Regions from separate parts of the Drosophila melanogaster genome. Here region 2 is linked to region 1. A link is a contact called in public Hi-C data. All regions are on one chromosome and are shown on one strand. The core of a region is the stretch at or near the end of the contact, and the rest is flanking DNA. Distances in the headings are between cores, read along the strand shown.

What was found. A called contact is a pair of places that touch in the nucleus more often than the background predicts.
Region 2: a Hi-C map of the Kc167 cell line shows a contact between it and region 1, with 6 times the contacts expected there. The contact joins the promoter of cu here to the promoter of Ugt35C1 in region 1. A contact is called at or near these places in 26 of 107 Hi-C or Micro-C datasets (the Clone 8 cell line, the D17-c3 cell line, the Kc167 cell line and 11 more) and 1 of 6 datasets of contacts at active chromatin or transcription factors (the Kc167 cell line).

Annotation. Positions count from the first base shown.
Region 1 is chr3R:11,124,944-11,130,332 of dm6, forward strand. It overlaps Ugt35C1 (UDP-glycosyltransferase family 35 member C1), which reads right to left and starts at 3,385. Exons shown (of 2, transcript NM_001104274.2): 1 at 3,125-3,385; 2 at 1,654-3,063. The coding sequence starts at 3,370. The coding sequence ends at 1,757.
Region 2 is chr3R:11,196,272-11,201,820 of dm6, forward strand. It overlaps cu (curled), which reads left to right and starts at 1,321. Exons shown (of 6, transcript NM_169375.2): 1 at 1,321-1,577. The coding sequence starts at 1,513. CG18577 reads left to right here. Exons shown (of 2, transcript NM_141787.4): 1 at 1-94; 2 at 479-1,014. The coding sequence ends at 563.

The sequences.
Region 1 (5,389 bases), core at 2,135-4,634:
AGCTGGCCATACGCTGGTGCAACCAGTTAGGGGCAATGGGGTTCCTGGGCGGTATGAGCAGCCCCGCCGGAGTGGAGCAGGTGAATCGCTGGACACAGAAGTGGTCAGTGGCGGCGACGTTGTCGCAGCCAACGGAAGTTGACAACAATTTATGTGCCTGAAACGGATACAATTTACAAGCCGAGCAGCGATGGCCCACTGACGTGGGCACGTGTAGCACTGTAGCAGTGGAAGAAGAGGCGGTTGCCGAGGGCTGGGTGCCCACTGTACAGGTGCTTCCTTCATGGCCGAGAACCGAGTACCGGGAGCCGAGAGCACAAGCACCAGAACCCGGCACCCAAAAACTTCAAACGGAATTCTGTGTGAGTACTTAGTGCAAAGTGGCTAGGGACAGGTTTCCTTTTTGCGTATGTGTAGTTACACTTAAAAAAAAATACAATAACGACACAATTACATACAAACGGTATTACTTTAATAAATGAATTCATTTAAACTTATTTTTAAGCCATCTTTCATGCTAGATGAAAGCAAAAAACCTTTTGTCATTTTTTATATCATAAGCCGTTTTCACGTTTCCGTATAAGTAATTAATAAAACTGTTTAAAAATTTGAAATGATTTAATAGGCTTTGAGAAAGTAAATTATTTCCCCGAGTGCGTATGTGAATCGAATTTTTTCACTCCAGTTTTTCCCTCCCGCCCCTCATTTTCCCAGTTGTTAGGGGCAACAGCCGGAGCCGAATCGCATTTGCAGGCCGAGAAAAACGAGCGAAACATTTGAATTTCGTTTCAAGTTGAAGTTGATAAAAAGCCAGTGATTTAGGGCGTGTCCTGGTGCTAGCAACGGACACAAATTTGGGTTCACTTTTTCCGTCGGCTTCCCTCTCCACCCCACGACTCTTTTATTCCGACCAGGTAGCTGGCAGACCAGTTGAAAAAAAGTAACCCGCAATTAAGATAACGTTTTTTTTTCTCAGCGATACTTTTAACTCTGTAATTTTTGTGTACTTTGGGCAAAGTTTTTAGGAGTAGGCGTGGCTTAAAGCATGGTGGACCGGGAGCGGTAATGACTGCCCAAAAAACAAATATTCTTAAATTCCTTACATTTAATCAACCAATAAAAAGGTGTTAATAAACTGAAATAGAGGCGAAGGAAGTACAAAAAATTTTTAATTCCAATTCGATAAATGTCACTCATACGCCGTGTGGGCCGTGTAGTTAGTATTGCTCCAGCCCCACGTTTTACATTTTCATTGCAATTAAGATTTCATTTATATGCAAAACTTTAGTTAAACATTATTATCATCCCAGAATTTTAACAAATACTGCGTATATGTTTGGAATGAAAAGATTGCTTCCGTTTTTTGCTTGGACAGACCTAGTAATGATAAGAAGTATTATAATTACGCCTATTCGCCCGTCATTTTGATTTATTATCAAATTGATAAGTAATTAAATACTGACCATTTGCACTGTATAAATAAAAAACACTTTTCAACCGAGCGTTATCAGTAACAAACTTAGACAAAAACACTCGCACAGCTGGTCAAATGATAGCAATTGATGGCAATAGAAAAATAATAATGCCGATTATTGGTGTTCCCCATTAACTCGTTTAAGAAACGTCAGACCCTTGAAATGACAAACAACATTTGGCAATAAAATATATAGCATCAGTGATGGTATTACTAGATAATAATGATAAGAAAACAAGGTTCTTAAAACTGTAAACAACAAAGATATACTACATATAGCCTCTAATGTTTCTTAAGCTTATCAGCATGTAAGCATTTCTGTTTCTTTCCTCCCAATAATTTGCAAGATAACGTTACGATTAACAGAGCGAGTAGTAGAGGTACTGCCAGTATCACAGCTAAAGTGTCCAAGCTGTTCAGTTGAATGAAGTTGAGATCCCGGGAAGTTGCTCGCAGGTGAGGAGCACCATTGTGCCTGATTACGTACTCCGTCCACCAGACAGCTCGATCGACGGCTGATTGCGGTTGATCACGATACCGCTCGGAAATGGCCAAGGATGCTTTGGCATAACTGGGATCAGTGAGCAGCGTTTGAATGGCCTTTTCCAAATCCTCCTGCTTTAGATTATTCAGATCCAAGCCCAAGCCGAATCCCACTCGCTGGGCGCGCTGCACATTCATGTGCTGATCATAGAAGCACGGCAATCCCAGTATGGGTTTGCCAAAGTAAACGCTTTCGGTGCTGCTCAGCAGACCACCGTGGCTGATGAACAACTTCACATTCGGATGGGCCAGAATATCCGGCTGGGGATACCATTTCTTGATCAGCACATTAGCTGGCTTTCCAGGCATATCGTCATCTTCGAATTTCCACAGCACTCTCTGCTTCAATTTGGCAAAGGTCTTCAGCAGCGTATCACGAGTTTCCTGTGGCAGATCCTTGCTCTTCACATTGGAGCCCATGGAGAAGTATATAACACCATGTGGCGAACCCTCAATAAATTGTTTAATGTCTTCTGGCAGTGGTTTCGGCTTGTGCGAGATGTGCATTCCACCAACCTCAATCATGTTGGGCAAATAGGGTCGCGGATAGCTCAAAGAAAAATGCTGGCCCAGCAGAATCAACGAAAAACTATCCATGACTTCCTCCAGGGTTTTCTTTGCATTCGGGAAATACTTTTTGTAAACATTTCTCATATGTGGCAGGTGAACGAAATGGCGATGAATGTCCTCCACAATGACTTCGTAGTGATTTTCCAAGCGCTCCAGAAAGGTCATCCGATCGGTTCGAGGAGAGGTCACAAGCGGGTTATATGATATGGGTGATATATTTCCAGCAGCCTCATCAATAGTTCTATCGGTTCCAAAGCTGGAGAATCCCACTAAAGTGGCATTAAAATGCTGAGCAAAAGCGTACATCGGTTCCATATGGAGCATCTCCGCCAGCACCAGATCGAAAGTTTCTCCCGAATTAAGTAGCCTCTGGACACCCTCGTCCTCCATAGTTACATCGATGAATTTGTTTAATATGTAATCCATGGCATTGAGCTGCTGCCACAATAGTGGCACATTCAGCAAACTCATCATCTCTGCGAGCAAATAGATTTATAAATACAAAATACTATTACTTGTCAATGTGTTAATACACACCGTCTGCGAATTCGTGCGCTTTGAGGGCCTCAATAAAGCGCATATTTGGTGTCTCCTTGTTCTTGAAGGCATTAATAACGGTCACCTGATGACCCTTAGCTGCCAAGCTTTCAAGTAACTCTCCACAAATATGTACTGAGATCGACCCGGAAACGGCAGCGTAGCCAAAATCTTCGCACTTTCCGACTCGAGCGGCTTGGCGCTCAAAGCGCAAAACACGATCGCGATCACAGTTAATAATCTCATGGTCACGGAATGAGTATCGTGCAGCGACTAATTGAACAGATCGGTCAAACTTTCCTATATATACATATGTGCTTAGCTTTTGTTGATAGCGAACGAGAGAGCTTTTTGAGCGACAAACAATGCCCATTCACGATGATAAAGGGCATTTGGCATTTGCATTTTCATCGTTGTTATTTAATAAAGAGAGAGACATTCCACTTTTAAGAGGGAACCCTCCTCGGTTAGGGTAGTCCATGCTCGACACTCATTATCTTTATTGATTCTGTCGGTTTGCTTATGAAATAGCACTTTATAGCGGCTCGGGCCAACTATTTCACATTTTATTTAAAAATTGCCGAAGAGCTTCAAACGAGATTTTGGGCACGCGTTCCCGGCACGTGATGGAATGAGTATCAAATCGATTTATACATATCGCCAATTCGGTACGATTCGGTTCCACTATCACTCCATAACCAAATCGAATAATTAATATATAACCTATTATTATATTTTTGGGAATTTGTTAACCGCTTTTACATTACCTTATTCATATGTTTGTATTTCATATACACCATAAAAACCTTTACACAGTACTATCCCAGTTTCCTCTTTCGATATTAATTCCTCAATTTGTGCAAACTACTTAAAGTTGGCAAACTCCCGACGGGCTTTTAAAGATCTTCCCGTGAAGTCCCCGGTATCCGCTGGACTGAGTGCTGGGCAAATTCCCCGAAGAATGTGCGTGAGAAGTGCAGGCCAAACAAGCGGAGAAGGCAACTAAAAACAAAACGCACAACAGGGAGCTGGGCCGAAAGACGTGAAAAAGGCTCAAAACGAGTACCAATGCAGCTGGCCAGTTGGGAATTTTTGCCGGTGGAGGAGGCGAAACTCGGCGGAGCATAAAGGCCAAAGCGCTGCCTAAGAAAAGAAATTATTTGCTTAAGCGACGGCAAAGGACCTTGTCCGGAGCTTCCTTTTTCCCGGAACAAAGCACACTCACCCACCCGCACACCCACACACACACACACACACAGAGGCAGACAAAGAACAACAAGAATGAAAATACGTAGAATGAAAACAGCAGGAAGGAACAAAAATGAACAGAAAATGTAAAGTGAGTGGGCCAGAAATATTAAACTTTTATACACGAAAATTTTTAAGTGTATGTCCGGCGGGAAAAATTGTTACTGTTAATTTATAAATAAGGTGGAGTTGTTATTGTGGGCTTCTGACGGAATGTCCGCCAGTTGGACCCTTCCGAGCTTCCGAAACCCCACGATGGAACTCCTTTGTAACCCAGCAGGACCAGGACCAGGACCAAGACAACCACCACCATCGCCACATCCCTGGCTATTTGTTTTCACTTCAATTTATTTGCTTTCTTGCGCACATTTTCACTCCTTAGTCCTTGTTTACTCCTTTCATCCAACCCAATACCATCTCTTCCCTCACTTCTTTTTCACCCTTTTTTTTTTTTTTGTGAATCTCCAACCCTCTGAGCTCTTTAGCCCCTCTTTCCTTTGGCCATTTCTTTTGCCGTTTATTATGAGGCTTTTCCTTTGGTCGGCCCCGGATCGCCTTGCAACTTGATTCAATTAAGTTTCCTGATTATTTTAGCTACAAAAAAATGATACCAAAAAAAAAGGCCACAAGGCCCACCTCTTTTTCACTCCTCTTCGGTTAGCAATTTTAATTTTTTAATAAAGGGCATGTGTAAGGCGAGAGCTCTACAAGTGGGCCATCTTGTGGTTTCTGGTGCCCTATTGTATTGGTTCATCATCATCTTGGCGTGGAAGGGGTCGGCTCAAGTTCGTGGCGAGTCAACAACTGATCCGGGGTTAAGAAAAGGTCAACAGCAGGCTGTTCACTTTTCAACGGGTATTTCTGAGAAGAGGTCCTTCGCAATTGTGAAGTGTAACTGTGCATATAGAAAAAGGATGGTTTAAAGAGCATTCCTGAAAGTATATTTATATTTTAGTATTTTTTTAAATCATCAACTCATTCCAATAAATAAGAGTTTTAAATTTAAATCAAATATAT
Region 2 (5,549 bases), core at 71-2,570, 69 kb after region 1:
AACCGCTGCCCAAAGAACTGAGGCGATCGTTACGTCTTAACAAATCGGCCCGCCGGAAAGGCTATCGGAGTTGCGAGAGCGAAGCAGAAAAACGGTACGCCTTATGAACATATAGTATAATCAAGTGGTCTAGATAAGCCCATTGTTATTGTTTATGCCAAGGTTTGCCAACACCAGCTAGATTGGGCCTTCTAAGCTGAAACATATTCAATTTAAGTTTTTTAATTGGAAATGCCAGTTTCTTTAGCAATGAATTAGGAAATAAAACTCTAGCATATGAACCATTTTTATAAATTAAACGTTTCGATTTCAGTTTGAAATGAGAATGTGTTATTTAAGCAGACAATTTAAACGAATCACCATGAGCCTACAAAAAGTTAATGCAAACTGTTAGTGCTTTAATTTAGATACAATGTATGAGATAATCTAAGTACTTAACGTGATATAAGCAAAATTGTTGAAAATTTTCCACTTTCAGGCTGATGACAGAGCGTTTAAACGAACCCATCAACATCTCCATTCGCATGGGACCTGCCTATGACTATAGGCCATCGAATTTCTGATCGTTCGGGATTATTATATAAGGATAAAGTTCTTCGAATTTCTTAGCTCTGCTAACTGCTAACTTAGCTTAAGATGTAATGTTACTGCTAAGTTGCCAATGTAAACTGTTATTAAAAGTTTTTACGCAGCCTTACACGAATGTCGTAAGCTCTGCGACAGCTGATGAAATCAAAGAGCTTTACAAGCAACGAAAGCTCTGGTTCGCTCTTAACGACACACATGAGTTCTCTTAAGCTCTGCTCTTACTACGCCCACTCAAAAGTTTATTGCCACAACAAGTGGACGTGACTTTGTGCATCACAAACAGAGTATATTAGCTTTTTTAAAAAGTATAAGTTACATGTAATTATAAAAATTGGTTTTGCTAAGCACTACAAACTTACCGCATTAATTTTTGCATATAATGCATATAATAAAAAAAAAAACAAAATAAACATTTTAAAACACAAATATATGTTATGTTTGATTCTATTATATTTGAACAGATTTTTATGCACATATTTTTTATTTTAAATTAGGTCTTTATTTTAGTGTTAGAAAAGGGCATACGGTCGTCGGTGCAGGATTGCAAACAACTCTCATTTCAGTTGGCTTTTACTTTCTTCCGCCGTCCACCAATACTAATACTAATTCGCGCCAACTGCAATCTCGCTCTCTCTCTTACCTTCCCAATTTCTCTTCTCCTACGTCACAGAAAGCGTTATCTTCCAAGTTTTTTTTCGTGGTGCCCGCTTAGTGTGGAAAACGTGTTCGACGCGGAAATGACATTGATAGTGAAATTTTAACCAAATTTTCGGCATCTGTTTTTTTTCCAAATTTTCGACAAACCAACCAAACCATTTACGAAAGTCTCAAAATTCGATTTGATGAAAGTGAACTTTGATTTACGGCACGTACAAAATAGTTTTCATCAAGTTAAATTAATTTAAACAAACGGCTGAGTGCAAAATGAAGCTAATTTCCACAGTTGTTTACCTGCTGGTGGCATTCTACAAATTCGCCAAGAAACTCTTGTAAGTGGCCCCAATTACCTAATATTAGTTTTAGACTTTTGATTTTTGGGTGTGCCGGGCCTTGCCATTTTTTGCCCTTTTTCCTCCCTCGAAAATCTTGAAGATTATTGATATAACAACAGGGAAAATATTTCGTTGTTTGTTGCTGCTTTTCATAAACTAAGTTTCCTTTGTAAAGCTTTTGCGTCTGACTCTTTGTTTGCTGTTTTCCTTCAGTTTCTTCTTTATTGTTTATGTGGTTTGTTTTCGGACCTGCAGTTTATTACACAAAAATACAAATTTTGCTCCAATCTGCTGACTAGTGCGAGCGGGAACGAGACAGCCGCTCTTTGTGTGCTCTTCTTGCTCGCTCTCTCAAACCCCACCACACCTCCCCACACCACAAAAATACCCCAAAGAAGCGCCACGTTTTTGTTTGGGTTTGAGGTCGCTAGGAAATTTGATGTGCTTTGTTCCATGTGGAGATTGTAATTCACCCAAGTGCCTGTGTGTGTATGTATGACTTTAGTTGGCAAAGAAATGGGTTTTTAATTACTATAACTGTCCTTTTGTGTGGGTGTTTTTTGGTGAGCTCTTCAGCTGAAAAGGGCGTTGTACACATTTGTAATTCACAACGAGCACATAAGATCTTTTCTGATTAAAGTGAACATCCCTTGTTGCAGGAAACCGTAATTTCATTACAATTGACCGCAATATCCCGTCTACGAAATATTCCACTTGTTGAGCGCATTCGTTACTGACTGGGAAATTTTGTGAAAGCAAATTATAGGTCCTTTTCAGTTGTTACAAGTATCAATTATATATCGATTTGCCTGTGCTTATTTGTAAGTTAACATTATTTCAATCGATCAATAAACTCATTTATTAACCAATCAGCTTTAATGTTCAAACAAGAGGTATTATCTGCCATTTGATCTATCTCCTCGAATGTATGAAATGAGATAAGTTTATTGGGCACTAACTATCTTATCTTTTTATCCATAATTATCATATGTATGAATGTAATAATGTATATACCTTGTATCGGACTAATAACTAACGAAAACCCGACACAGCTGGTATGACTCAGTAATAGATTTTATACTTACTGATGTTCATATAATTCGTTAAAAACTTGAGATAAGATTATTTACTGTGAATTATAGAAAACAGTTCAAATTCCAAAATATTTACTAAGTATTAGGTATTTATGATTTGCATTCGTAAATAGGTGGTATGCATTCAAATAATGTGAACGGCACGCGTTTGTCAATTCCATTGGCCAATTGATAAGGTGCGAATATAAGACCACCAGATGCATGCATGACAACAAACAAACCTCCTTTATTAGAATCACATAGTATAGAAGATAAACTAAAAAGTGAACTTTATACCGAAGGCCGCGGTTGGTCCACTGAAAATCCTTATCTAATCTCAGCGGCTAGACCACTGGCTGCGCGTAATAAAGTGCTAAATACACTCATACACTCCATATATGATGGAACTAAATAGTTGTATTCCCCACCTAATCAGCGAACGGACTCACACTCACCAGTGACCTTGACAGGCCAACTGGGAGCGTAGGATTTGCGAGAACTACGCAAAAGCAACCGCCCCAAACTAAATGAAACCAACAAGATCCGGGCTACGTCACTTTTGGTTGCATTCCCCGTTCTAATCGATAGGTTGTAAATCACATTCGGTTTGAAAGTTTTATAACTGACCCGCACGAGGGAATTATGCTCGGCGAAAAATTTTCAAGTGGTTCGCTACCTTATACAATAAATATGTCCGATAAGATATGCCCACGAAAGCAGACACCAGACCAGACACGATCCTCATGTCATTGGCATTGTTATCAGCGCAAATTACAAATTGATCAGAATTGACCCACTCAGGTCCAACAAAGTAAGTGGGCACTCCAAGTGAGTCATTTAATCGACGTCTTTGGGTCTTTGTTTTTAAGGGTGAAGCAATTGAGAATTACCTTTTTGATGTGCTAAAGATTACAGACCTGTAAAGATCCATTTAAACTTCTAACATAAAAATACATATGAACTCCAAAAGATAAAATTAACGGTCACAATACAGCGATTTTCTATAAAATATCATTTTTACTCACCTTAAACAAACAAAAAGTATACATGGATACATTTTTAAAAGAAATAAGCTGAAATACGTCGAAAATTTTATGAACCGCATTAAACTATCAGCTACCTTAAAATCCAGAAGCTATTACCCGGCTTCAATATTTTGCATCACTCATACGCAGGGTGTGCCCATTAGAATGAAAAACAAATTCACACTAGCGTTACAAACCCTGAGAGCGTGAGCCATTGAACTTATTACGATAATGAGTTCGAGAGCAAGAATCCAAGAGAGCGAGAGGGGTCCTCTCGCCGGTCGATGGTGCAATAGTGTTGGTGTACCGATGGTGTAATGATGGTGTGCTGGTGGTGTACCGATGGTATGGCTGCCTGAGTCGGCCAGACAAACAGAGAGGTCTCTTGGCATTATCCTTATCAGCTTCAGCTGCCGGGCGATGAGAGCGTTGGTATAAATGTCGCAAGGCACGTACCATCGCGTTTAGTTCTTTTCAGCTCGCCAGAGCATTTGAACCGCCTGTCAATCTGGATTAGACGCCACCTCGGTTCGCGTAAAAGCTCGGCGGACACTTTGGTTCCTCATCGATCGCCATCTAACCATGTGTGGTAGTGCTCTGTAGTGCAGGCTGCAAAATGGTGAGTTTGGGATGCAGGACATAGTCAGTTTGCTGCACTGAACCACTTGCAAAGTGCCCGGAAAAGCGGTCCAAGTTTCATTTCGCCTCCAGATGGAATCAGCTTTTGCCGGAGTAGAACCAGTTTTTTCCAAGCCAGTGGGGTTGCGATACTCACATGTACATATACCACATGTACTGCGAGTATGTGTCCCAATCTGTCGCTATGCTGTTGTATAACAAAAATAATCGCGTACTCTTTTTGTCTATACCCTGTACAAATGACGAGACTAAAGGAATATGCTAATGTGCGGTACAGAAATGGAAGTGTTTAGATAAGAGTTTCCGAAAGGTGTGATAAGAAACATTTTAAATATATATATATATCAGTTGAGTAAGCATCGAGAGATAGCAAAGCTTGCGTATTTACGATCGTCATATTTTGTAACATCTGGAACAAGTACAGGTCATCTGATAGTCGAGCATCCCAGCTGGTCGTGTGTATCATTTGCTGATAAGGTTATCACATCCCTGGCGTTTTTCCCTTTTTATTCGTTTTTGGTTTGCTCTGAGATTAGTCAATATCAAATGAACAATCGATGACCCGATCGGTCAGCGGTAGCAGGTGTCTTGCTACAATATAGTCAGCTGAATTAACAAAAACTTACATAGTTTCGCACCACGAATGCCACCTATCACTCCCACGAGGAAAAGGCCTGTCATAAATTGAGCAGACCTGTTGCCAAGTTCATGTGGCATTTTGGCCGAATCCCCAGGTTCATATGTATGTACATATAGCAGTATAAATAAAATCTCAATGTCGGCCGCTGCTCTTGTTGATTTCGTTCGACTTTCCGCAGTGCATTGCCAGAAAAAATTGAGATCCGTTTAAATCTGTTTGTAGAGCAGTCACACCTGCGGAAGGGGAAGAGATTATTATATTTAATTAGTGCTACATCGAAAGGTGACTCGAGGTTTATAGGTATGTATAGCTAAAAAAATATAGTACATCAACATCAAAGTAGATCAAGTTCAATAGCAGCTGAGCAAACAAAGAACTAGGGAAACTTTTGTTAAATAGGAAAATACAAGTGCTTTGATTAATATTTAAATATAAATATTATTTACCTTTTATTTTTCCTAATAGTTTGATATCTAATAGAATTTCTGTTGACTTATCTACGAATTTTTATGTTCTAAAATCCTCAACAATTATATATATGTATATAATGTTTCTTATGTCTAACAAACTTTTCATAATGTAAAACATATGT